Regions from separate parts of the Mus musculus genome. Here all the other regions are linked to region 2. A link is a contact called in public Hi-C and HiChIP or PLAC-seq data. All regions are on one chromosome and are shown on one strand. The core of a region is the stretch at or near the end of the contact, and the rest is flanking DNA. Distances in the headings are between cores, read along the strand shown. Region 1 overlaps Ptprm (protein tyrosine phosphatase, receptor type, M). Region 2 holds the start of Ptprm (protein tyrosine phosphatase, receptor type, M). Region 3 overlaps Ptprm (protein tyrosine phosphatase, receptor type, M). Region 4 overlaps Ptprm (protein tyrosine phosphatase, receptor type, M). Region 5 has its middle 11 kb from the start of Lama1. Region 6 overlaps Ptprm (protein tyrosine phosphatase, receptor type, M).

The links. Hi-C and Micro-C count contacts between places; a contact is called where the count stands out from the background. HiChIP or PLAC-seq counts read pairs in DNA pulled down with a chosen protein or histone mark.
Region 1: an H3K27ac HiChIP or PLAC-seq map of heart atrium shows a contact between it and region 2, with 5 times the contacts expected there. The contact joins the enhancer-like site here to the promoter of Ptprm in region 2. A contact is called at or near these places in 6 of 39 promoter capture datasets (the 3T3-L1 cell line, 3T3-L1-derived adipocytes, embryonic stem cells and 3 more), 1 of 484 Hi-C or Micro-C datasets (ventricular fibroblasts), 3 of 115 datasets of contacts at active chromatin or transcription factors (embryonic forebrain, heart atrium and neural tube) and 2 of 9 other capture datasets (adipose tissue and liver).
Region 3: a contact with region 2 is called in a Hi-C map of cerebral cortex, with 2.0 times the contacts expected there. The contact joins the enhancer-like site here to the promoter of Ptprm in region 2. A contact is called at or near these places in 4 of 39 promoter capture datasets (the 3T3-L1 cell line, the SN4741 cell line, hippocampal neurons and 1 more), 3 of 484 Hi-C or Micro-C datasets (cerebral cortex and stem cell-derived neural progenitor cells) and 9 of 115 datasets of contacts at active chromatin or transcription factors (astrocytes, embryonic forebrain, embryonic hindbrain and 5 more).
Region 4: an H3K4me3 HiChIP or PLAC-seq map of neural progenitor cells shows a contact between it and region 2, with 14 read pairs. The contact joins the enhancer-like site here to the promoter of Ptprm in region 2. A contact is called at or near these places in 1 of 39 promoter capture datasets (the 3T3-L1 cell line), 1 of 484 Hi-C or Micro-C datasets (uterus), 5 of 115 datasets of contacts at active chromatin or transcription factors (embryonic forebrain, embryonic stem cells, forebrain and 2 more) and 2 of 9 other capture datasets (adipose tissue and pancreatic islet).
Region 5: a contact with region 2 is called in an H3K27ac HiChIP or PLAC-seq map of extraembryonic endoderm stem cells. The contact joins the enhancer-like site here to the promoter of Ptprm in region 2. A contact is called at or near these places in 2 of 39 promoter capture datasets (both in embryonic stem cells), 9 of 484 Hi-C or Micro-C datasets (embryonic stem cells, extraembryonic endoderm stem cells, myocytes and 3 more) and 8 of 115 datasets of contacts at active chromatin or transcription factors (embryonic stem cells, extraembryonic endoderm stem cells, neural tube and 3 more).
Region 6: a contact with region 2 is called in an H3K4me3 HiChIP or PLAC-seq map of embryonic limb bud, with 4 times the contacts expected there. The contact joins the enhancer-like site here to the promoter of Ptprm in region 2. A contact is called at or near these places in 3 of 39 promoter capture datasets (the 3T3-L1 cell line, hippocampal neurons and liver), 1 of 484 Hi-C or Micro-C datasets (myocytes), 10 of 115 datasets of contacts at active chromatin or transcription factors (cardiomyocytes, craniofacial prominence, embryonic basal ganglia and 7 more) and 1 of 9 other capture datasets (embryonic stem cells).

The regions. Positions count from the first base shown.
Region 1 is chr17:66,970,365-66,974,457 of GRCm38.p6, reverse strand. All of the region lies in intron 7 of Ptprm (protein tyrosine phosphatase, receptor type, M), which reads left to right. Among named protein-coding and RNA genes, the nearest start is that of Mir5709, 54 kb to the left of the region's middle. Within about 2 kb of position 1,312, at least 8 of the 459 cell types and tissues checked have an H3K27ac peak or open chromatin away from gene starts, as enhancers often do. A contact at or near this core is called in heart atrium, where this site is marked.
Region 2 is chr17:67,352,919-67,356,893 of GRCm38.p6, reverse strand. Ptprm (protein tyrosine phosphatase, receptor type, M) reads left to right here and starts at 2,435. Exons shown (of 31, transcript NM_008984.2): 1 at 2,435-2,937. The coding sequence starts at 2,865.
Region 3 is chr17:67,010,759-67,014,930 of GRCm38.p6, reverse strand. All of the region lies in intron 7 of Ptprm (protein tyrosine phosphatase, receptor type, M), which reads left to right. Among named protein-coding and RNA genes, the nearest start is that of Mir5709, 13 kb to the left of the region's middle. Within about 2 kb of position 2,915, at least 20 of the 459 cell types and tissues checked have an H3K27ac peak or open chromatin away from gene starts, as enhancers often do. A contact at or near this core is called in cerebral cortex, forebrain and stem cell-derived neural progenitor cells, where this site is marked.
Region 4 is chr17:67,051,068-67,054,874 of GRCm38.p6, reverse strand. All of the region lies in intron 5 of Ptprm (protein tyrosine phosphatase, receptor type, M), which reads left to right. Among named protein-coding and RNA genes, the nearest start is that of Mir5709, 27 kb to the right of the region's middle. Within about 2 kb of position 1,779, at least 15 of the 459 cell types and tissues checked have an H3K27ac peak or open chromatin away from gene starts, as enhancers often do. A contact at or near this core is called in adipose tissue and neural progenitor cells, where this site is marked.
Region 5 is chr17:67,684,388-67,688,488 of GRCm38.p6, reverse strand. No RefSeq gene overlaps it. Among named protein-coding and RNA genes, the nearest start is that of Lama1, 11 kb to the left of the region's middle. Within about 2 kb of position 2,103, at least 16 of the 459 cell types and tissues checked have an H3K27ac peak or open chromatin away from gene starts, as enhancers often do. A contact at or near this core is called in extraembryonic endoderm stem cells and trophoblast stem cells, where this site is marked.
Region 6 is chr17:66,859,785-66,863,847 of GRCm38.p6, reverse strand. All of the region lies in intron 14 of Ptprm (protein tyrosine phosphatase, receptor type, M), which reads left to right. It also overlaps the pseudogene LOC115488805. Among named protein-coding and RNA genes, the nearest start is that of 1700016K05Rik, 150 kb to the right of the region's middle. Within about 2 kb of position 2,122, at least 9 of the 459 cell types and tissues checked have an H3K27ac peak or open chromatin away from gene starts, as enhancers often do. A contact at or near this core is called in embryonic limb bud and neural tube, where this site is marked.

The DNA of each region.
Region 1 (4,093 bases), core at 63-2,562, 380 kb after region 2:
TTCTGAGAGATGAATGGAAAGTGATTTATTAACCTCTGGTACTGCAGGAAAGATACAAATGCATAAAAGATACAAATGCATGAAAGATACAAATGCATGAAAGATACAAATGCAGGAAAGATACAAATGCAGGAAAGATACAAATGCAGGAAAGATACAAATGCAGGAAAGATACAAATGCTTTTTTGTATGCTTCACGCATGTTGGCCTACCTGAAGTAGAAGTAGAGATTGATCAGCTTTCCCAGTCAATCAAGAGTGTGAGTATTTAACTCAAGAATGGAGTCACTGTATAAATGCAGTAATCACTATTCTGGGATACTGGCATTGTGTAGACACACAAATCCATGCAAGAGAGTTAAAACTTTAGACATAAACTTCTATTACATTTTGACCAATTGATGTTCATCTAGGATGTCAAAATCTTTGAATGGGAAAGAATGATCTCATCAAAAATAAAAAAAAAATGATAGAACGAAGTTGAACCCCACAGCACATGCAAACCCAAGCAAAGGATGGAGGCAGGAGCTAAGGCAAGACCTGTAAGCATACAATTAGCAGAAGAAAGTATAGACATAAGCCTTTGTGATCTTAGATTGTGTCTTCAGATAAGACACCAGAACCAGAAGGAACAAAATTTCAGACAAATCGAATGTAATCAAATTTAAAGTGTTGCAATCCAAGCCAAAGCATAGTAGAAGTATTTTTCAGATTATATATTTGGCAAATAACTGATATCCAACATCTACAAAGAACCTTTTAATCAATAAGGCAAAGAAAATCGAGTGAAAAGGGACAAAGGATTTGAGCAAACATTTTTCTATAGACGATACACAAGGGGCCTATTAAGCATATCAATAGAATCTTAGCATCATGTTTATTAGAAAAATAGGATTGCTATTTTTTATTTAAAAAAAAAGAAAGAGATAAAGTAAGAAACAGAAAATAACAGATGTGACAAGGATCAGAGAAATTTGATCCCTTATATATTTTTTGATGGGAATATAAAAGAGTATCATCAGCTTGGAAAACCAAATGGTTAAATATATAGTAATTATGCTCCAAGTTACAGTCCTAAGAATACTCCCACAACTTATAAAAATGTGTCTACACAAATCTTGTACATGAATGTTCATAGCAGTGCTATTTACAAAAGCCCAAAATGGAAAGAACTCTGAGTCCCCATCCACTGATGAATGGATGAAACAAAGCCGTGGAGTGTATCTGTCAAGCACAATATTATCTGGCAGTAAGTAAGAGACGGTGGAGGCTCAGTTTGGCTCTAGCAGATGAGTGCTAGAAACATGCTAAAAATACGGAAGGCAGCCACAGCAGCCCACTTACTGTGTGATTCCAGTTTTAGGAACTGTTCAGCTCAGTCAAGTCTATACAAAAGGGAAATAAATTAGTGGTTGTCAAGGCTTGGGTGGTGGGGGCAAAGGTGGTGTAAAAAAAAATGGGAAGAGACCTGTGAGATATGCAGCCCTTCTCTAAGGGGCTGAAACTACATAGAACCTAGGATTTGATGATGGCCGCTTGACTTGGTGAAAGTGCCCCATGCTGCTGAATTCTGCACTTTAAGATGGGTAGCTTTCATAGCGTGCGAATTCCAGCCAAAAATGACATTGAAAAGAATATGAATCTGTAAAAACAGAGATGACCGTAATAGAAAGCTTCTACAGATCCAAATGTTACATTCTTCAATCACCTTTTATTGGGACAGAGGTGGCAGAATAGCGCTCACCCTGAGTCTCCTCTGTCTTGCGTTTATTTTCTCTCCTGTGTCTGTCTACATCAGCACAGTTGTATTTTTTTTTATTAAGTATTCCGAACATAAGAGGGAACCTATTGGCAATAAAGTAGGTTACTGATCACCCACCACCACCACCAGGTCTTCTTTGTGACTGTTGGCCTTATTTGCCCACCTAAATGTGGTTTGTTTTCTTGAATTTGTTATCCTTGACTAAGGACACCATTTAATCTCTCTGCTTCCCACAGCTTAGAAGAAGACATCTCCCAGCATTCACAGTGTGTTGGTGAGAAGTTCTGATCAATGAGGCCATTAAAAGGATAGGTCTGACAATATCAATCAGTGCTTTGTACAACCCCTGCTCCAAGACAACAAGGTCAATGCTAGGTGGCACCCCCTTCTCATATTTGCCCTGGCATACACACTCCCAAACCCCACCTCCCCATGAGCCTTGGCCACCGAGTCTAAAAGAAATGTCTGTAGATTTGTTCCAACTGTACCATGACTTGCATGTGGGTAGTCTACCTCTTTACTGAGAATGGAGCACAAAGGATGGAAAGAGCCACATTTCTTGAGAAGATAGACTGCTGTTCTTTTTAAAGGTATCAGCAGCCCAGTATAATTGCTATCTGTGTATACTCATGAAAATTTGAACTTTTTGCCACCATACAAAGGATGACTGGAGTTAACAGCAGTCACTGAGTAAATGTTACACCGCATGACATACCTCACAGACCTCAGCTACTAACAGAATTAACAAACAAACCGCACACTGATGGGGCACAGTACTCCAGTGAGGAATAGCCGTGCACTAGCCCTTATATGTGGCAGCTTCATTGGTATTTGGCTCAAGGGGATAAGAGTCTGGCAAGGTTTTATAAAGAAAGGATAGGAACCTACAAAAGCAGAGGAAACGGCCCTGCTATGTATGAGTCACAGCTCCAGTGCTCTCCAGTGTTGGTGCTAACTGTGTGTGTGTGTGTGTGTGTGTGTGTGTGTGTGTGTGTGTGTGTGTGTGTGTGTGCATGTAACTTTGTATAGCCCTGCACATTAGGAAATCTCCAACAAGGTACCCCTCCTCCAGACCAGGGTACAGGGAACAAGACAAGGATGGTATGTGGTGAGAAGACAAGAGACTCTTGATGGCCATGTGACTTCATCCCTTCTTCATGCTTCTGGGCTACAAGATGAAAACTGTCTGGAGCCTTTGCCAGTGGAGTTTGTAAGATCAGGAGAGGTGCTTTCATCTAAAGGAAAAAGTTGGTGCTGTCATCCATATGTAAATGGAATAGGCCAGACATAAAGGCATATTAAACAGAAGACAAGCAGTGGGATAAACAGAAGAAGACAGTGGGATAAATGACCATGAAACATTTCTTAAGGGAACAGTGACTTGTTTTTTTGGGATTATGAGGAAAGAATAGGCAAAAATTCTCCATTGCCATTCTAGATATGGAATCGGGAAACTGAACTGCCTCACATTACACTTGAGCTTAGTGTTAAAAGGGAAAAACAGCAGTAGAGAAGTTGTCACCAACCAAAGGCTAGCTTTCAGGAGATTGACAGCAAAGCATGGAGTTAGCCCAGCAGGGAGGTCAACTGGCCTTAAATGGGAGTGAGCTGGACGGCCTGTGATGCTCTAATGGAAGGAGCAGAAGTCATTTCCGGCTGCTCTCCTTCTAATCTCTGAAAGAAGAGAACTTTTATTTCCTCCAGGGCCATCCCCTGTCTGTCCTCCTGGGTACCGAGTCATCTGGATGTTCCCTATCTTACCCTTTTCCATCCTCAAGATGCTGTGAAGGACGAGCAAAGGAGAACACACACATGTGGTTAGAGGATGCTTGTCTCTGGAGGGCTATGAAGACTGAACAGAGAGCATGTACTATGTTAATACCATGCCACAAGATGTAGGCCCAGTCCTCAGACCAGGGTTTCAACTAAGAACCAATGCCTTAATCATTTTCTGATACTGAGGAATTCTTTTAAAAACACAAAACAACAACAATAACAACAACAAAACAAGCCATTGACGGAAACACAGAAGAGTAATTATAGTATAGCTGTCAATCTAGCAGACTCGAATGTGGTTTGTTGTAAAAACCATTTGTCCGGATATATAAACAACTTTGAGCAGAAAAACCATGTGATCATGAAAAGATTTTTAAATACTAACACAGGAGGCTCTAAACATGGAAAATATTTAAATAACATTTATCTGCTTAGAAGTAACTGGAGCGAATGGTTCCCCTGTGGGTAAAGCTGAGATTATCTTCTGATTGTTTCTTTTCTACCACCAATCATACTTACTTGTCAGAAAATCTGAGTATTTTTGATTCTTTTTTGC
Region 2 (3,975 bases), core at 1,186-3,685:
TTCCTATTGCTGGTTGGTTCTTTTTCAAGCTGTATTAAGAAGACACCTTTGCCAGCCTGATCAACCTCTGGTAACCCAGACACTGACTGGGCTTTTGATTTTATTCTCCCAGAACCCACTCGTCTTAGAAACTGGCCTGACAGCACTCCTCACTCTGGCCAACCATTCTGCAAATGTCACCTTTGTCCCCAGAGAGGCAGGAGTGACCGGAGAGTGGTTAGACTGAACAGAGAATTCTCTACAGATGAAAACACAAGTCAAAGACAAGTTCCCTGGGAAGGCTCCTGCAGGGACAACCCCATGGGAAGGCCCTGCTTTCTTTTTATTTAGACCAAAGGTGGCTTTGAGGCAGTAAATAAACAGGGCTCCCAGGAATCAGAGGGTGCCACAACCAAACCCCCGTCATTCTTTAAAGCATGGACTGGAAATAGTGCAGTTAGCTCAGAACTGTCACCTGTAAGAACAGAGGGACAGCTGAAACTCACAGAGCCCCCAGGAGGTTTTAAGTCCTGAGGGAAGAAATGCTTTCTGTGGAGAACTAGGGTAGACTGTGGTGACAGCAGTTAGATACCTAAATCCAGGGGGGCTGAGTTGACATCCTGTTCTCAAGTACACCAGACACTGTCCTCATTCTGTCCCTAGTCTCTTTTCTCTCCTTCTTGGGAATCACCTCAAGTCAAAGTCACCCTAGCCCAGGGTCTGTTTCTCAAGGAGCCACCAGCCCAAAACAGCCTTCAGCAGTTAGCACAATGCCTCCTCTGTGGTTTGCAGTAATTGTATTGTTGGGGAGGGGGAGGGCAGCAATTGGAATGTAAAAAAAAATATTAATTATTAATTAAAGAAAGAATTGACACATAATTAAGAATTGACGCATGTGAGGAATGGAGTTTTACATGATATCAATCTCTTCATCCAACATAAAGATGTTACGGGAAAGCAATGAGAGCGCAGTTGGTTTTTACCTTTTTTACGGATGCACCCACAAGCATCAAAATGGGGTGGGGGGTGTGTCTGTCACCGTTCGCTTTTAAAAAGCAAATCTCAATTATCTTATAAGGTATAATTTCATCAAGAAAATCAAGTGGCGGATTAAACCTCTGTCACTTGTTGATCCTTTTGAATTAAGTATGAGACTTCAAAAATTCCCTTCCAAGTTCAGGAGAAGCCCAGCAGGCTCGTTTTCAGATAAAGGCTAGTGGCGGCATAGGATAGTGGCAAGTGAATGGTTAACACTGAGATTTATGAATGGAAGGCCTCATGAGGACTCCTGCCTGAAAACAAGCTGGTCTTGTGTTTGGTCTGGAAGACATAAAAGTACTGGGTCACATATGTCCTGGGAGATGATCGCAAACGTCATCTTTGGCCGGTTCTGGGGCCACCAGAGAGCCTTAAACCAGAGGAGTGGGAGAGTCACTTATTTCTTTGGTCTTTAAAGCACCACTAAGCAGCCAAAGACAGTGTAAAGGTCCCCCAGGGAAAGCAATGTAAGAGCTCTTGTTGAGCACTAACCTACTTGCATGTATCACAACACAAATTGGGATCTTAGTTTAACCAGCATGGCCCGCAGTTAGCTTGGTAAATAACCTACAGGTGCCCTAATGGCTGTACTCTGAGCAAGATGAAGAACGGCTTTTAAAAATAAAATAAAATAAAATAAAATAAAATAAAATGAAATAAAATCTTGAATTTGAGTTTTAATTTAATCATTAATAGCGTTTGTGTTCACTTAATAAAATAGTCGTCTCAGACCCCAAACGGCAAATTAAAATGTTTCAAGACACTCTCCATTTGCACCAGCTGCAGAAATCCTCGGTTCTGCCCAATCCATGGTTCCATGCAACTGCTGTCTTCCTAGCTCCGGGCCGCACTGGCGGCGACACCACGCAGTGGAGCGGCAGAAGCGCATCCTGCTTCTCAGGCGCGGGGCTCGGGCACAGAGGCTTGTGTGTCCCTTGAAAGCAGCAGATCAAGCGGCCCTGGGCGCTGGCGGCTCTGGCTTCTTCCTGGTCGGCGCTCGCAAGCCAGCCGCCACCGCCACCGCCCGGGACACTACCGCCCCGTGCCTGGCGCGCTCCAACTACTCGCCGTCCGTGACCCGGGACAAACTTCTGGCTGGGGCGCGGTCCCTGTCCCCGAGGCCAGCGTGGGAAACCCGAGGCGCTGCGGAGGCGAGCTAGGGTCGAGGGTGGCGCCCCGGGAGGTTGCTCCTGCCCGCCGGGTCCCGCCCGCATCTTGCTGGTGGCCGCCCCACAGAGCCCGCAGGCGCCGCGCAGGCCGAGCTGGCCCGGGGCCGGGGACACGGGCGCTCGCGCCCTCTAGCGGGCCGCGGCGGCTCCGGCCCGGCCGTGACGTGGGCTCCTTCCAGCCGGCCTGCGGGGCATCGCCAGTCAGTCGCGGAGCAGGAGCCCCGCGCGCAGCCTGCGCGGGCTCGGCCATCGGCGCGCCACTGCCGGAGGTGGCTGGGGCTGTGGGAGAGGCGGCGGGCTACAAGCGCGCGATCACAGCCACGGCCACGGCCACGGCGCCGCGGGCGGCTCGGTCCCGATTAGGGGTAGCGCTTAGGCGGGCTCATCACCGGATCCCAGCGAGGATTTGGGCTCCGCGGGCGCGCCCTCCGCTCTCTCTCCCCGTGGCGCCAGACTCTAAGCGGGGGCCAGCGGGAGGGCAGGAGGATCCAGGACGCCGTCCCCACGCCCGGGAGCCGCGGGACTTCGGACTTGTGCAACTGTTGTCACTTTGGGGTCTGGTGTTTCGCTGCTGTCGCGTCTACCCTGGCAGCCTGCAGCTTAGGCTCGGGTCTCCCTTGGCTTCCCGAGGCTACCGGCCGCCGCCGCCCCGAGGCGGCCCGGCGCGTACTCAGCACCATGAGGACACTTGGGACTTGCCTGGTGACTTTAGCTGGACTTTTGCTAACTGCGGCCGGAGAAACATTTTCAGGTAAGCGAGACACCACTACCGTTCCCGGGGCGCCTGGGACGTAGGCGACACCCGGGTGGGAGAAGTCCGAGGCGAGCTTCAGGGCCGGGCAGGGGCAGGGAAGACCCGGCATCGCGTAGCGGGTGAGCCGGGCTGGCGGATGGCCGGAGGAAAACAGCTGTGGAGCCACGGAGCCCGTACAGTACACGCAGGAGCCCGCAGGACAAGCACGGGCGCAGAAACAGGGACCTCCATCTCGGCCCCTGTACCCTCAGGGCCTGGACTTGTGCATGGGGGCTCAGTGTTCTTGGGCGGCCTGGGCAGGAAGGGCAGAAAACTTTGCCTAAAGTTCCCAGCTGTAGCCGCCGGGAGTAGGCGCTGAGCGGGCCTCTCGACCCTGGAGGCAGCCGCGGTGGACTGCCAGTGCTCAGCTGAGCTTGCGGCGAGCGTCAAACCTAGAGGTGTAGCTGGCGACCACCCCAAACTTGACATCCCTGCCGCCCCCTGCCCGGCGCGGTGGGCGACCTCAGCGGGTCCCCTCTGTGGCGCGGCTTCGCTGTGCCAGCGTTCCCTTTCTGCACCGCGGGAGGTTTCTGAGATCCTAGAGGAATCTGCTGCTCCCCAAGCCCTCGCCACTGTGGCTGAGCGCCCAGATTCCATCCTCGGCCTCCCTAAAGGTGTGCAGCCCGGGTCCGGACAACTTGCTAACCCAGCTCAGCTGCGCGGGGGTCCTAGCTGAAAGGAGGGGGCACGTACTGGCTGTGTGCATCAAGCCAACCGGAGGCTGTGCTCACCCAGGCTTCGCGAGCCTTGAGGAGCTCTTGGTGTAGACAGAGGGATCTGGACCAGAGTCAGGGGTCAGGAGCAAAACCGAAGGTGGGTGGCACAGAGTAGCAGGGCTTCTGGTATCTTCTGTCCCAGGAGGACGCACGTGGATGCTTGGCAAACGCTGACAACACGCGCACACTGCCTCGTGTTTATTAGTTTCACGAATGTCCACACACAATGGTGGCAGTGGAGTGTTACCTTTCTCTTTTAATAAAAAGGGCCGCATTTAAC
Region 3 (4,172 bases), core at 1,666-4,165, 340 kb after region 2:
AGACATCTCAGTATGTCTTCATGACATTAGTTTTTTTTTTTTTTTCCTTACCTGATTTTGGCTTCTGAAACCCCCAGAAAACACTATAGAGCTAACATCCAAAAGAGGCTAGCTAGCCTGCTATCAGGGAGACTCAGTCAGGGAACAGAGCAAGGAATTCATTCCAGATATGATCTGTCCTGAGCAGATGCTAGCTCCCTGGTACCCAGCCATTGGCAGTATGATAAGGACATAAGTGAGCAGGGCCCAGCACTCTGCAGCTATAAAGACATAACAGCTCCATAGTGGATTCCTAGAGTGGGGTGCAAATTGTGGCTAATGTTACAGTTAGTCTTCATTATCAACTTGATGGAACTCTGACGAGCCCAGGTGAGCGGAGCACTCTGGATGTTTCAGGGGGATTAGCTGGCTGTGGCTAGCACCGTCCCAGGGACTAGGAGCACAGGCAGAATAAAGGGCACTCCGAGTGATGCTCAGGGCAGGTGGTCCTCACCTTTCTCTGCTTCTTGGCCTGCGCTGGCACTCTTAGGTATGTGCTTCCAGGGCTGACCACTTGGTATTAAATAATCCACCGCCATGCTTTTTCCTGGGGAAGACTATTTCTCCCACAGTGAGCATTCTGTAGTTGCCCATTCTTCTGTGTCTAGTTGAGTCCTTGTGAGCCACCTACCCCTCATCTATGTTAACATGTCTGTTTGTGTTGTCCTTATGAAGATAATGCCCTCACAGTCTTCGTAAGGTTTTATGGGTGTAGCTTCTGATATTCCTAGAAGACGCGATCTCACAGCAAAATCTCTGTTCCTCGGACTCTTAAAATATTTGCCCTTTCCTCCACATGATCTCTGAGCCATAGGTTCAAGAGTTGTGTTGTAGATGTATCAGTTAGGGCTGGACTCCATGCCTCTGCATTTTGATTGGTTGTAGTTTTCTGTCTGTTGCAAACAGACTCCTCCTTGATGAGGGGTAAGGATTTCTTTACTCTTACTACAGTCCAGAATTCTCTGCTTAAGGAATGGTGCCACCCACAGTGGTCTAGGGCTTCCCACCTCAGATAACATAGTCAAAATATCTCCCCAGAGGTCCATCTCCCAAGTGAATGTACCTTCTGTCAAGATGACAATTAGAACTGACTGAAGCATACTGTTTTTATTTTACCATGGCTAATAACTGCAGGCCTTGTACTTCCAGTAGAGAGGACAGGGTTGGTGTACTCTACGTGAAAATGAAAGGGGAGCCTGTGGCTTCCTGCCTGTCCTACCTGCAGAAGGTACATTCAGACACCAACCCAACCTGCTGCGTCATTTCAGTGGTTACTAGTCAAAGCAACAGTTTTTAATTCTGTAAAGTGCAGCCATAGAAGCTCAAATCCCCAAAGGAAGTTCAGGGACTTAATTACATCACGCGCATTCATTAAAGCTTCTAAGAGATGGTGTGTTTCTTTACATCCATATAATTGCAGCATTTGTTCGACAGCTTCTTTGCAAACATGTTTCAGGGCCTCCCACACGCAAGTGGCGTGCCTTAATTATGCTCTCTTTGTGCCTACCTCTTGGCCCTTTGCCTGTGGACATTCTATTTCAAGAAATTTGGGGAAGAAAGATGAGAAACATTCAGTTTCCTTTTCTTCCCTATAGGAGCTCCGAGTTCAGCCAGTCACTCATTTCCTGTCTGAAGCTCAGGGAATACTATAACAGTTCTGCACATGGGAGCTGAGTGCATCTTTCCAGCCTTGAGGGGCACTTATTGAAACTCTTTCTGCTGGGCCAGTGTTGGCTGTACAGAGGACATATATCTCTCTGAAGAAATAGAAATCCTTTCTTTGCAGACTGACCTATTAACCTCCACGAGCCTAATATGGCCCCAGAGAACAGGACAGAGGAGACATCTCAGCTGTCCCCGGAACATTCTAGAATCTAAATCACTCTCTATGATTTGAGAATGAGTTAAGGGACTATTCTGAGGGCTGAAAGCAACTTGGGCTTTAAATTCAAGGCAGCCACTCAATTAGAGATGGGGATCAAGAGGTTGCATGTTGGATAAACGCTTTATTTTAAAATAATGAAAGAGACTCATAGAAACAGTAATTTTGCAATTGCTGGATTTTTCTGTTGCCTCCCCCCCTTTTTTTCCCAAATTATGTGTGTTTGGATAAATATCTGTGTGTGTGTGTGTGTGTGCACCTTGTGAGGGATGTCTGTCTTATAGAAAATTGGGTAGAAAGATTGCTCAGGCAATTCATGTCAGTAGCGTTTGGCACAAGTTAGCATATTTTGACTGGCTGTTTGCTTGCCTATGGGGGACGGGGCGCTTACAGAGTCTGAACTGAGTTGCAAAAATAAGGTTGGACTGGGTTAATATTGCTTGTAGCTCCCAGTAATTCAGTCCAACAACCAACCAACTGCCTCCATGAGAAGAGAAAAAAAAATCCAAGCAGAATGAAGGAAAGATAAAGGCCAGGGGTGGGGGTGGGGGGTGGGGAGCGTTCCAGAACTCCACTCAATGGAATGCACTCTGATGTGGAGAGACCCTACTGGAGAGTCCTCAGGAGCCACATGGCTGCATGCTGAAGCCCCAGAAGCTAAACACATAGAGCTCATATGTGTACGCGCCATCTGTGTACCTTTGGAGGAAATTTGAATTTCTGTTTTATGTGCACCGGGTTGGATTTGTTGATCACCTTTCCCTCAAATTGTTGTCCCTCTCCCTTGCATTTCAGGGAAAAGAGTTTCTTCCACTTCACATTTAAGTGATGGCAGAATTTGCATTTCTGTAGACTCCAGCTGTCTGGTTATGTAAATGATGAGCATATGTTATATTGTGTTTTCCAAAGGGGTGTTGGCTGCTTCTAGAGCTTGGTGCTAAATTTATTTCAGAGCTTGTGAAAGGATGGTCCTTTGGGCATGACTAGAGAACACCTCCATGGTACCACACAGAAGGCAGGCCAGCAAAGCTGTGAGTGAGTCATAGCCCAGCCTGCAAGAATCAGGCCTGCCTCATTACAAATGAGCTGGGTTGCTTGTCCAACCTCATCTGAGCGTATGCCTGGAAAGTCATCATGTCTTCCTGTCTTTTAATACTCTGAGACCTCGCCCAAAGTCCTCTCTCCGGGGAGTTTCTGTTGTCTGGCCCTAGCCTTCTGATGTAGAAGTTCTGCTTAATTTTAATATGTAGATTACTTCTGCAAAAATATTTACATAAGTAACTCCATCACAGTCCTGTGGTTGAGTTTGACATGATTGCTATGTTACAGGTGAGTTCAATAGCACACTGAAGACCTTTCCCTAAATTGCACGTGGATACCTACCAGCTTATAGTTTCGGACCAAGACTCTGTCTTGTGTTATTCCTGTTAATGTTACCATAACAAATTACCAGAGGCACTCAATTTCATAAAAGAAAAAGATATGGCTAAGTTTTTGATATTTCAGTTTGAGGTTGACTGACCCATTGCCTTACAGGCTGTGGTAAGTGTAGTCCCAATGAGAACATGTCGCAGCAGGTACAGCTTTATCTCAGAGAAGCACAGAAAGAATGGAATATCTTAATCTTACCTCAAAGGATCCATCCAAGTAAGATCAGAGGACTTTGGAGCAAGCCCCAGCTCTCCAAGGCTCCAGATACTACCACGGGCCATTTAACATACAGACCCCAGAGACCACGCATCAAAGCCTTAAAGCTAGCAGGATTTACCCTGGCCAGGTGTGGTGGCTGATCTCTGCTGTTAACTCCCTGAGATTGAGAACTGCCACAGATACAAACCCTCAGAGGCATGTCCTGAAGAGATTTTGGAGATCAGGATGACCGGGATGGAAAACTCCATCCTGAATACGATCAACTTTATTCCATGAACTCAGTTCAGAATGAAATGAACAGGGAAAGGGGAAGTTGGGAAGGGACATCTAATGTTCTCTGAGCCACCTCCTTTTCCCAAGGTTGTGACTTGCTTACTTTAAGACTGTACCCTCAACCTGCGAACCAAGACCCACACTCCCTCCCCTCTCCTTCCTCTTTCTGTCCCTCCTTCCTTCTTCCCTTTCGCCTTCCCTCTCTCCCTCCCTTCCTCCCTTCCTCTTTCTGATGCTTTTATCATGGGTCATCTCTTTGATGTCAGGTTCACCCAGGGCTACTCACACATCTTCCTCTCTCCTGGTCTCAAGTTCCAGAAGTTTTGCC
Region 4 (3,807 bases), core at 530-3,029, 300 kb after region 2:
ATGCTCTTTGCAAAGCACAGTGGGAAACCTAGACATTGTCAAGGATTCGTGACCTTTGTGAAGGAATTTAAGTTGCCAATTAAGTTATGATTTTACCTTGTATTTATGTGTGTCTGAGCACCTATGTGCATTGTTCTGGCATGTGAGGTAGGGCTGGTCATATACGGTCTACATTTTCTGGTGGCTTTTAGCTTCATTTATAGATAATGAGGGGAAAATCAGAACTGTATATCAGAACCGTTTCGTTATTAGGTATAAAAGCTACAAAATGATTTGTAAAGAGGTAAAATTATGGTTCCTTCAGCAAGCTTAACTTGAGTATTTTACACCATATATATTAAAGCATAAATTTAACATCACTTACCACATGGAAAGTACCAGGAGCAGAGAGAGTGGACTGTCTTCAGTTGCTATAGGAACCATTTACTGTCTAACTCTCTGAATGGTGAAAATCACATCCATTATTGTTTTAGTCGGTTACGCGTCTACAGCTGCATCCATTTGACAAATCTAAGTGTTCAGACCGAGACCGCGGAAAGCCTGCATCGTGTGTTGCAGCCTGGTGTGGTTTTGGGTCACGCCAATTTAAAGAGAAAGGTTTACGTTGTGTACCCCAAGAATATGTGAGGTGTCTAGGAAGATCCCGGAATGAGTTAATTACCCAAAGTCATTTACTGATTTCATGTAACTTGGTCAAAGACTCTGATGCATATTTGGAATGAAGCTGCAGAAGTAGGGTTTGGGCAGGGGTGGGGGGGGGGGCTTCCTGCACAGCAGCCTTAAGGCTGGGGTTGGTAACACTGGACTTTGAGTTTGGACAACCAGTCAGGATGGATCCATTCAGAGGGTAGCAGAGAAGCTTTGGCGTCGTCCACTGACCTAAGAAGTCTAATCCCCACAATGCTGTTTTTGTTTTTCTCAGTGCTTATTATGGGGTTTTCAAGAATCCGAGGCTCTCCCATGAGAAAGCAAGGCAGGTGTGGCCCTCCCTCAGATTCCCCCAGGGGAACGCAGCAGATGGTAATAGCCTTTGTTGCTCCTCTGCAGTTTAGCTGTGTCTTAATTATCGAGCAGAAAAGGCCATGGGCTGGAGAAACTGGATTCGCTAAGCTATCTGGCAGAGGTTCCATTTAGATCATGTAAACTCAATGGGAGAAACTGTTGCCTGCACTGATGATGGTCCTTAGTGGCCTCCATGGTAAGAGTGTCCTCAGCATCTTACAGTGGGGCCTGCTTGAAAGTAGATAAGCACAACTCTTCCTGTTGTAGGAGATGAGACAATATCCAGTCCCCACCTGCATGACTGTGCAAGGTCCCTGCCTGTCATCTACTGAGCTCAACCACTCTGAACACGCCCGAGATGGATTAATTTAATCCAACTGCTGCTCACTTCCCAGGCCTCAATTTCCTTCAGTCATCATCTCTGATTGTGGCATCTATATTTCCGAAAGCCTTGATGCGACTCCTTCTCGTGGTAAATCATGCTCATTTAGAAGTTCTCAAGTGAGCTTAGAGCCCAAAGAAGGTTGTAAGGATAATTCAAATTACTAGCAGTGCTTTTTTCTGGCTTGCTCACATTGGAATAAATACACTTTAAAATGCTCTGGGACTCACAAAGGGTCACATTTAACTCAGCGAGGCCATTTCTTTGTGAGTCCTGTCATTATGAGCCTTTCATGAACTTCCACAAATGTTGGAGCTGCAGTCCTTTGACTGTCCTGGGCCATGTGATTCTCATGCTGTGCGTCCTCTCTTGGCAGTCTTCCATGATGGGATGTATCACAAAGATCACACTACATCCCTGTTCTTGGTCACCGTGCACTGTGCTGTCTTTGTTAAGAGGCGGGGCAGCAGCGTTTAATCGGGCTGCTTTTCATCTTACGCCTGGAAAATATGGGAAGAAGTCACTTGAGCAACTTCCTAGCTTCACCCCAAGATGTGTTCTCATTGTTCAGCTGTTCAGATATAACAAGGTGGCCCTACCCAGATGGCCCGGACTTCTTGACAGTGCCTCCGGTTTTAACACATTGTTCTGCCTAGTCATTGCTGCCACAGAACAGGTCTCCAGGGAGAGGGACTTAGACGTCGTGCAACTCCAACTGTTACAGGGATCAGAGCAGGCCACCACTCCTCACAATTACCAGCTAATTCCAGCCAAGGGAAGTAACTCTGGAGACCCAAGTGCTTCTGCAAATGAAATAATTTAATCCCTCAGTCTCTCCCTGAAAACCAGTTACAGTTGCAGTTTGGCTTTCTGTTCACGTGTCAGGCAAGTGTGGACAGGTCGGGAGTCTTTCTATTTCTACGACTGTTTCTGCCTCTTTCAGCCAAAGGGGAAGTGCTCAGTGGGATGTGCTAAGGGTTCCAAGATGGGATTTACATACCTGTACAAGGTTATAGAGGATGTTCATCATCTGAGTGATTAATCTGACAGATATTTAAGTATGCTCATGTAACCCCCCTCATTTACATCTTAGTGGTACCTACTGACTCTTTTCTGATATAGGTTTCAGGACTCCCTTTTGAAAAACCTGCACTTATATCTCCTAAGGATCATCTTTATCTTGCACATAGGTCAGCATATTGTATGACTTGGTGTGTAATAGGGAATTTTTAAATGTAAGTATTAATGTATTCGCTGCAGATTTCATAACATATAGTTCCTACAGTCTTTTCATACTTGCTCCCCACCCCCCACTTTTTGTTGGTTTTAAATATGTGTGACTTCCTGGGTTTAACCAGGGCTATGGAACTTACCATTGGAGCATAGGTAACCCAATGGCTATGCTATGACTTAAACCAAAGGTTCCTGTTGCCTCAGTAGGCATGGTGTGTAGGAACTCCAGGGGACTACTGAGCTCCTCCCCAGACAACGACTGGAGGTCTAGACCCACCCAGGCTCTGGGTTGTCACCACATCTGCTATGAGGCTGTGATTACAATAGTCAGCTCATGTCCACAAGACCTCCTTTCTTACTTGGCTCTCCTCCCCACTGTCCAGTTTCTCCATTCTCTCTGATCCCTTTTCTGTGATATTCCCCTTAGACTTAGAGGAAGGATAGATACCCCCTTAAGGGCTGAACACTCAATAGCCATTTTTAAAAAATAATAAAAGTGAGATTAAATTTTTTTATTAAAAATCTTACCTAGTAAGAAAAATAATTTCATCCTATAAAAGCCACATGGTACCACAAAATTAAATAGAAGCATTCTGTTGGATATTTGGAGTCTCATAGTCAAAGTTCTTATTATATGAATATTTTATTCATCAGCTACCCAATAATATATAAGATACAAAAATGTCTGCAGAACTCCCAGAGTGTTTAAAGGAAGATAAACTTATCTGTGTGGGTTGAGGCATCATTTCAGATTTTACTTAACTTAAAATAAAACTTGACAATGAAAACAAATCTACAGTATACTAAAGTAATGATGATATTTGTCTCTAATTCATACAATTGTACAGCTTTTAAGTTGCCTTTTTAAAATTTTCAAATGGAAGCATTCAGGTTTTACCATTTATGACTAATGGGGTTCACTTAATGTAATGTAGTTATTAATGTAACATAGCATGTGGTTTACATTTCACTAATGTAACATATTTATGGATATTCCACATTGTAGCATGTGTCAGAACTTCCTTCTCTCTGAAGTCAAAAGCAATTCTCTTACCTGTGTGGAGGGTGAGCTTGTGACTGGTGCTGCTCTGACCAATAGCATCATGTCTCTGAGAAACTCTTTCAGCTCCACATTCAAGCTAGTTCATGGGGTAATTTTAGTTTTAGTTTTTGGCAGAATAGCACCTGCA
Region 5 (4,101 bases), core at 854-3,353, 330 kb before region 2:
AAACCAGCCAGCCAACCAACCAACCAGCCAACAAAAATCAATCAACCAATTACAGGTGTCTACTCTGTCTTCATGGCTAGAAGAAAATCTGAGATGAGGTGATTCATAAAGGGGAGAGGTTTGTTTTGTCTCCCAAATCTGATAGGTGGGGAGCTCGTGGACGTGGCCTTGGCCAGAGCCTTTTGTGGCTTCTACTCGTAGCAGGGAGTTGAAGAAAGTAGCATCTGCAAAGCAAACAAAATACAGGGGTACCCTTATTTTATAACCCATTTTGAAAAAGAATCTAAAGAGAGTTAAAGGCATCAATTCTTTAAACTGACCTAAGCCTGCCCCTAAGGCTATGCATATCCCACGGGATGGCAGTAACATCTTTCCAGGCGTTTCCAGAAGGAACAAACTGTGCTTAAACCCTAGAAGTGAGTTCCACCGTCATGTTGCAAAGCCATGCCTGGACTTCATGGCTTTAAAGCAACAGTCATTATTTCTCCCTTCAGATGATCACATGTGTGAGCCAGTTAGAGGCCTTCTGTGTACCTTCCCTGGGCTTTCCCATGTGTCTGCACCGAATAGATGTTTGGAGGAGCCATGTGCATGGGGCTTCAGTGTAGGAGTCCACTGTAGTCAAATGTTGCCAGTAAGTGTTAGAATTAGAACAAAATATCTCAAGGAACAGGAATGGGCAGGGATCTATAGCTCTTGGTAGAGAGCAGATGCTGTCTGTGGGTGATCTAGACAGTAATGAATAGATCGGCGAGGCAGCCCATGGGCTCTCCTGCCCCAGCAGCTGATTGATCTCCAGGCAGACAGGACCAGACTGTACGCCTGTTAGCACCGTTTCTTCTCAACGTAAGTATCTCCATCAAGGAGACTGGAGGCATTCACCTGGAAACAAAGGCTTGGTTTAGTGAATTGATTAATTTGAAAAGCCAATGTTCTAAAGGCGAGGAAGGCAGGGCTCCAATCCAAGTCAGATAGATACCAAAGGGTTATAATTCTTAGATGTTGGGTCTATAAGGAATAATGATACAAATGAACTAGGACACACACAAAGATGTGAACTAAGCCCCCACCCCCCAAAGATTCACCAAAACATGGGACATGACAAAGATTGTATGATATTGAGAAGCAGAAAAAATAAAAGAGGGTCCAATGCAAGGTCATGTTGCAGGGACGAAAAACAATAAAAAGTGGTCTGGATCACTGTGGGCTGATCTGATAGAGATGCCTTCTCCTCTCCCTCCCTCCTCCTTCCCCTCCCTCTCGATCCCCCCTCTCTCTTTCCTTCCCTCCTCTCCCTCCCCCTCCCCTCCCTCCTCCCCCCTTTTCCCTCCCTCTCCCTCCTCCCCTCCCTTTCTCCCCTCTCCCTCCCTCCTTTCCTCCTTTCCTCTCCCCTTCTTCCTCCCCCTCCTCCTCCCCTTCTCTCCTCCCCCTCCCTCTTCTCCTTCCCTTCCCTCCTCCCCCTCTCTCCTCCCTGTCCCCCTTCCCCCTCCCCCCTTTTTTCTTTCCCCAGTGAATCATTATCTACCACAGGCTGTTTTTGATTTCTCAACCTCAGCTTCCCAAGTGCCTTAAAGATCACAACACGTGGGCAACAAAACCTGGCTTTGCAGGTTTATTTTTAAAGCACATTTTTTCAAGCAACTAAGTCAGGAAACTGAGTCAGCCACATCCTGGCTGCTAAAGTTGACATGTATGTTACATTAGTCACACCTGGTTATGACATAACATGAGAGTAGACTGTTGTTCTGAGCTCATGGGTAGAAAAGAGTTACACACACCAGGAAACGGGGATAGTACAGACCAGGAGAAATTCTCAAGACTGGCAGGATCTGGGTGGGAGAAACCTAAGAGGAAGAACTCAGGCCTAGGGTCTACGCTCTGAGAAGGGTGCGTCAGGGTCACACACCTGGATCCTGCTACCAGCAACTACAAGCCCTTTAGGGCTTTTCCTGAGTCCTGATTCCCTAGCCCCAAGGCTCAATCTAAAATACCTGTTTCCGATCAGCTTTGGGAAGTTATCCCCCGCTCCATGCCTCCATCCCTCACCTAGGGGGCTTCAGGTATGACCTGAGGTAAAGCATGACGTACTCAAGGTGTGGAATGAGAGCTTAGGATAAGAGATGCCGTGGGCGAGTAGAGCCTAGAGAGCCCTTTCTATAGACGTTTGTTCAAGGCTCAGAGGTGGTTTACAGGAGTCAGAATGTCAGCCATTCACGGGCATCTAAGGTACATTCATCATTACAACTTCTAGACGGCAGGGCTGGAGGGATGGCTCAGTGGTTAGTGGTGTTTGCAGCTCTGGCAGAGGACCTGGCCTTCTATTCTTAGAACTACTATGACATCTCACAACTGCCTATAACTCCAGCTCTAGGGGACCTGCCACCTCCTTCTGGCCTCTGAGGATCCCAGACATGATATGTAGACATACACGCAGGCAAAACACTCATATACATAAAATAAAATATTGAGGACTCTGCAGGAGGCTTAGCTTCTGTGTTTCCTCGAAGCCACAGACAAGATTTAAAATTGAAGGCCATGGTATTTTCATTTTTTCAATTGAAAGTGTGTATCCCAGGAGACAAACATTTGAGTGTGAATAAACCTAAGAGTGTTATTCATTGTACCTGATTCATTCACACCGTGGGCAATAGTTTAGCTTCTGTTTTCCAAGGTCCAGAACCATTCAATCAAGTCCTCCGAGTGAGTCACCTTCTTTAAGCAAAAACGTTCTGTGTTTATTAACTCTGGGAAGAGACTGAGATTTTGAGACTCGGACTTGTTTGTTTTCTGATTACCTGCATTCCTGAGGTATTTAGGGCTGGAGGGGGGCAATGCACGGGGGACTTTTGTTCTCTTAGCTTATCTCTCTCAGATGGCAGATGTTTAGAGGGAGCCTTTGCCGTATCTCATGCACTTAAGCCCCAATTCTTTCCCAAGAGCCAATAATGAACAAGGGCTAGCAGAAGAGAAGTTAATGTGTAGCCCTCTAACTCACTCATACAAAGTAATGTATCCAGAATGTGCGATACAAGCAGGGTGTGGGTAATGTATGGGTCCACTTTAATGAGAGCCATTGGTGCTCGGTGGACTTTCAGTAGGATATTAGAGAAGGTGCAAGGAGCTCCATGTTGAGAAAAATAAACATTCCGAGAGAAGAACTCCATATGCCTTCCCTTTCTTAGAGCTAAGCCCAGAAATGTCATCCCTTCAAAGCAGAGGGGTGAACTGCACAGCCAAGGACGGAAACTAAAACAACCCGTATGGAGGAACGGGAAGGGGGTTTAAGGAAGGTCACACACCACATGTTCCAAACAATGTCACGGCATAATCCGATCTTCCTTAGGCTTGCTGCTCCCTGCACTCGGCTGCTGGGATGGCTCAGTGTGCGTTTTTCTAACTGGAGAGCTAGTTTTTCCATTAGTATCTCGTTCAGGATTAGTTATCAGGAATGGCCCAATGGTTAATTATTATTCACGAAAATTGGGTAACTATAAAATAATTATATGATTAATTTTAATGAGGGCATTTGTATTCTTGGGCTGACCCTGGAGAGAAGATAATGCTGATTATAGCACACCTTCCTTCTTGCCGATGAACCCCCATTTAACTCAAGTCCAAGGTGGTCAATGTTTAAAGAAGGCATAGGATCTTTCCCATCCCTTGGAGTCATTCTGGGTAGATGAAAGTAGGTCAAGTAGTTCTTCCACTGGCCAGCTGTCAGCTTAAGAAACTGGCCCCTGACCCAATTCTTTTCCTAACAGAGATGACTGGGGTCTACCTAATGGTATTAGAAAAGCCAGAAATGGTAGGTGATTGTAGGAGGAAAATTGATGCATGTAAGCCCACCCTCATTCCTGATAAGACACCTTCCTCACTCACAAAATGTCTTCCTTCCTTCCTTCTTCCTTCCTTCCTTCCTTCCTTCCTTCCTTCCTTCCTTCCTTCCTTCCTTCTTTTCTTCCTGCTGCCTGTCTTCTTGCCTTCCTTCTTTCTATTCATCCCATCCCTGTTGAAAACACTGCCCTGATTTTTACATCTAGAGAGGTTTAACCAACTGTGTATTAAAGATACTGAAGAAAAATATTTTTCTGTCTATGTTGA
Region 6 (4,063 bases), core at 873-3,372, 490 kb after region 2:
GCTTGACTGGTTGGTTGGTTGGTTAGTAGTATCTTAAAAGTTTTAATGACTAAAGTTTGTATCATATATGCTTGGAAATAAGTATTTATTGTGGAATGGCTGATCCAGCTAATTAGCATATCCATTACCTTGAGGGGAGAGCATGTGGAATACCTAAACTCCACTCTCGGCAATTTTTTTGAAAGTGGACAACCACTGTAGGTTAAAGGAGGCTTAGAAGACTTAAGATGCCATGCGAGAGCTCAGATAAAGAAAACTAAAAGCAGACAAAAACATTCGGAGCAAGCCTGGAGAGCTGGCTCAGGGGTTGAAAGCACACAGGAGCCCGGGGACTTGTTCCCAGCTCCCAGCTGTTGGCTCCCAGCTGTGAGTAGTTATAGGGATTTGAGGTGCTCATCTGGTTCCCCTGGAGACCAAGCACACACATGGTGCACCCTCACAACACCCAGGCACATACAATAAAAATAATTAACCTTATGCTAAATGGTCTTTAACAATCATTCTTTTCTTATTTGAGACTATTACAGGTTATGTGGCTTTTATCTGAATTCTTGGAACCAGAAGTCGATTTGGGGGAAAGGGAAGCGTTAGAATAATATATGAATAGGCTTCTCTAGATGAGACTCTGTGTCCAAAAACCCAGCATCTAAATGTTCCAAAGTCTGCCAGTCTTCAAACTCCATGTTTGCGTCCAGCCTGTCTCAGACCTGCAGCTAACACTGAACTTCACATTTCTTCTAATGGCGGGGCAGCCTGTGTTTCCATCAGGCTGACGTAGTGTTTAAGGATAGTAATCGTGCCTAGAAATTTTATATGTTTCAGTGAAGACACATGCGTGCATACATACATATATATGTACACATATTTTTACAGAGAGAAAGGGAAAGGAGAGAAGGAGGGAGGTGCAGGAGAGATCGAGAATACTAATTAGCAGTGGCTAACGAAAGGGGAAGGGAGTTAGGTAAACATATTTTCCTTCCATAGAATTGAGATTTTTTTCTTTAAATGAATTAGCACATACATGTTGACTTATTAGCTATCCTAGGGCAATCAACACTCCGAGATAGGTTTCATGTAAAGTGTTTGTGATGAAGGTAATTGAGCACAGTCAGGAAAAATAGAATGAATGAAAAGAAGCAGTGTGGATACTTGCAACCTGCTCACTGAGCTGAGCTCATTCCGACCTGAAGCTAACTCCTGTCCAGGCTGATGAAGCCCTCACTCCACCTCACAGACCTGAGTGCAGGTGACACTGTTCATGACACAGCCAACCTCCCAGTCCTCAGCTCTCCTCTTGTGCTTTCCTTCTTATCCCACTGCTGCTGCTGGACCAGGGGACCATCTGTGACGACAAGATAGAGACCAGCTGAGCTCTTCTGCAATCAGCTATAGTTTTGTCAAACTGCCCCAGCTGGGCACGAGACACCCACGTCATCTTCAGAGTGCTCCCACGTATGATGGTGATATTGTTGCCCTCATAAGGAGTAATGCAGTCTGGTTTGGCCATGACACCCATCCTAAGAGCCAGTCCCTAGCTCCTTCACATATTCCTCAAAGCTTTGGCTTTCCGACAGGCAGCCACTTCCCCTTGAGACACTTAATGCTGGCCGTGGCAGGCAGGCAGGCAGACAAGCACAAAAAAACAAAAAACAACAATAACAACAGCAAAAACAAAAAAACGAACAAAAAACAAACAAAAAACAACAACAACAACAACAACAACAACAACAAAAACAAAACAGCAAACCAGCAACAGGGAATTGAGAAGTTTTAATTAGAAAGTTGTGTGGGGGGAAAGCTATGGAGTAATATGGTAAGACAGCTGACTTCTCTTCCAGAGACTTGGAAGACTTTGAGATCATGTTATTTGCTGCCTTTCTAGCTATATGCTTTTCAGAAGAGTCAACAAACCAGCTGTATCTCCCAATGGCCTTTAAAAACTATGATTTAATGTCAGCTAAGGATTTTCTTACCCAATGTGAGCTGTGGTCAGCTGAAATGAGTGTAAGCTGTCCCACAGCCTGTAGCCAGATGCCTTCCCCCCACAGGATCCTCTCCAGCAGACTCAGGGAATGCTCACAGTCGGAGCCCAACATGTGGGGAACAGAGAGGCTGAGAACAACAGCCAGTTAGCATCTGGCAGCAGCATCCTGCTGCAATTAAAGTCTCAGAATGGAGATGAGGGATCAGTGCCTCCTTGGTGGCAGAGCCCAGCAGCTGTCTACACGGCAAGGTGAGGAGGGAAAGAGCTGCCCACCTCCATAGCAAGCATGGCATACCCCAGCCTCAGGGTGCTCTTCCACATGGCACTGTGCTTTGGCTTGTCTTCCTGCAATGCTCCGTGCTTCCTATCTTGTCTCAGAGTTTTGAGTTTTGTCTCCTAATGGAAACCGTAGTAGGAAAAGCACCAGGTCGTACTAACCCTACACGATTGAGTAGTATCAACATTGGATACTCGGTTATGATGTCATGTCACATGCCTCCCTAAGGAGGCCATTGGAAATGGACTTTCATTGCCAGCTGCCTTCATCTTTTCCCTATATTCTATGTGTGTGGATCCTACAGCTCAGCCTACATTAGGAATCTTCCATTGAAACTGAAACTTCATGGGCCACCTCCTCTTGATGCCACTGTACTCACCCAACCAACTGCACTGGTAATATCCCTCTTTCACACAAAATACACACACTGACAAGTTATGCCATTGGGACTTAGTTTGTCTCTTTCAAAAGCTAGCAGCACCCATCACAGCCACATAAAGAACCAAGATAGCCTGGTCCAAATATGCCACGTACTTTATCCAACAGAGTTTTGAGTTTGATAGAAAAGTAATTATAAGAAAGGTGGCCATGATGGATAGACAACATGTGGGGAAAAAAATGAGACCATTAAAGTATCATGGCTCTGTTTCCAGAAAGTTCTTTGTGCAGAAATTTATTCATAGAGCCATACTCTCCAGTCCCAGTACAAAGGACTTGAGGAACATGCTGAACTCTAAACTAGAAACCGAGAGCTGCCTACTTAGTGCCTAGGAACTTTGTACCCACTGTGGGAGCTGTAGGGAGTTGTTCACGCTCACAAGGCCTTATTTTTATTTGTTGTGACTTCAGGCCCACTGTGATTTATGGCAGAGGCAGTTCAGAAATAATATGAACAGGCAACAGTACTGCCACAGCTATTTCTAGCCAACATCTCCTCCCTGCACAGAGGAAATGTACAAATCCAATTCTCAATGACATTTCTGTGTGTGTGTTTTTATTTTTCTTGCTTTTGAAATACTGCATGGTTTCACACGCTCCTATCTGGGACCGCCATGGACTAAGAATGATATAGTGTTTGCTAGCCCAGAACTTGGGTCATTTTCTCTGTTTTGTCAGACCCAAGCTGCAAGAGCCCTTTTTACAATTGTGAGGGTTGGGCATGTCATTCCCCCATCTCAGAATTCAAGAAGGAACATTTGAGAAATGGTCTCCCCTGGACACCTGATAGCCCCAAGGGCAGGGCTCCACATTTGAGCAGACTTCCTCTCAAAAAGGACATTTTCTGTACAGAAACCTCTCAAGAACTATAGTATCGTTATCCATGCTTTGGCCAAGGGTAATGGGAAGGAGCCAGAGGAAAATGGAGTCGACATTTTTAACTCACACAGTCTCATTTTCTTTCTGTTCAGGGAGGCCCAGGTCCAGAAGCCTTTCATGTGTGCTTCAGGAACTAATTCGGACCTCTGGTTCAAGTGCATGGTTAGTTGAGGCTCTGTTGTAGAAGACTGGAATAAAGGTCATTTCAGTGATAGCTGCCTGTAAAAAGGTTCAGCAATTATGGGAATGTTCAGACAGAATCAGCCAGCACTTGGCCCATCATCCATTTAGGATGGATGAAGGGACAGTAAAAGAGAAACATTCACTCAGCCATGACATCTTATTAGAAGCAAATTGGGAAAGATGCTTGACCCCCCCCCCCCTAAGCTTTGTTAGCAGTTCTGTTGTTACAGGCTCAGCATCTACACCTCTTACCCAAAGTGCTGGGACCAGATATGCTTCAATTTCAGATTCTGAGAGTATTT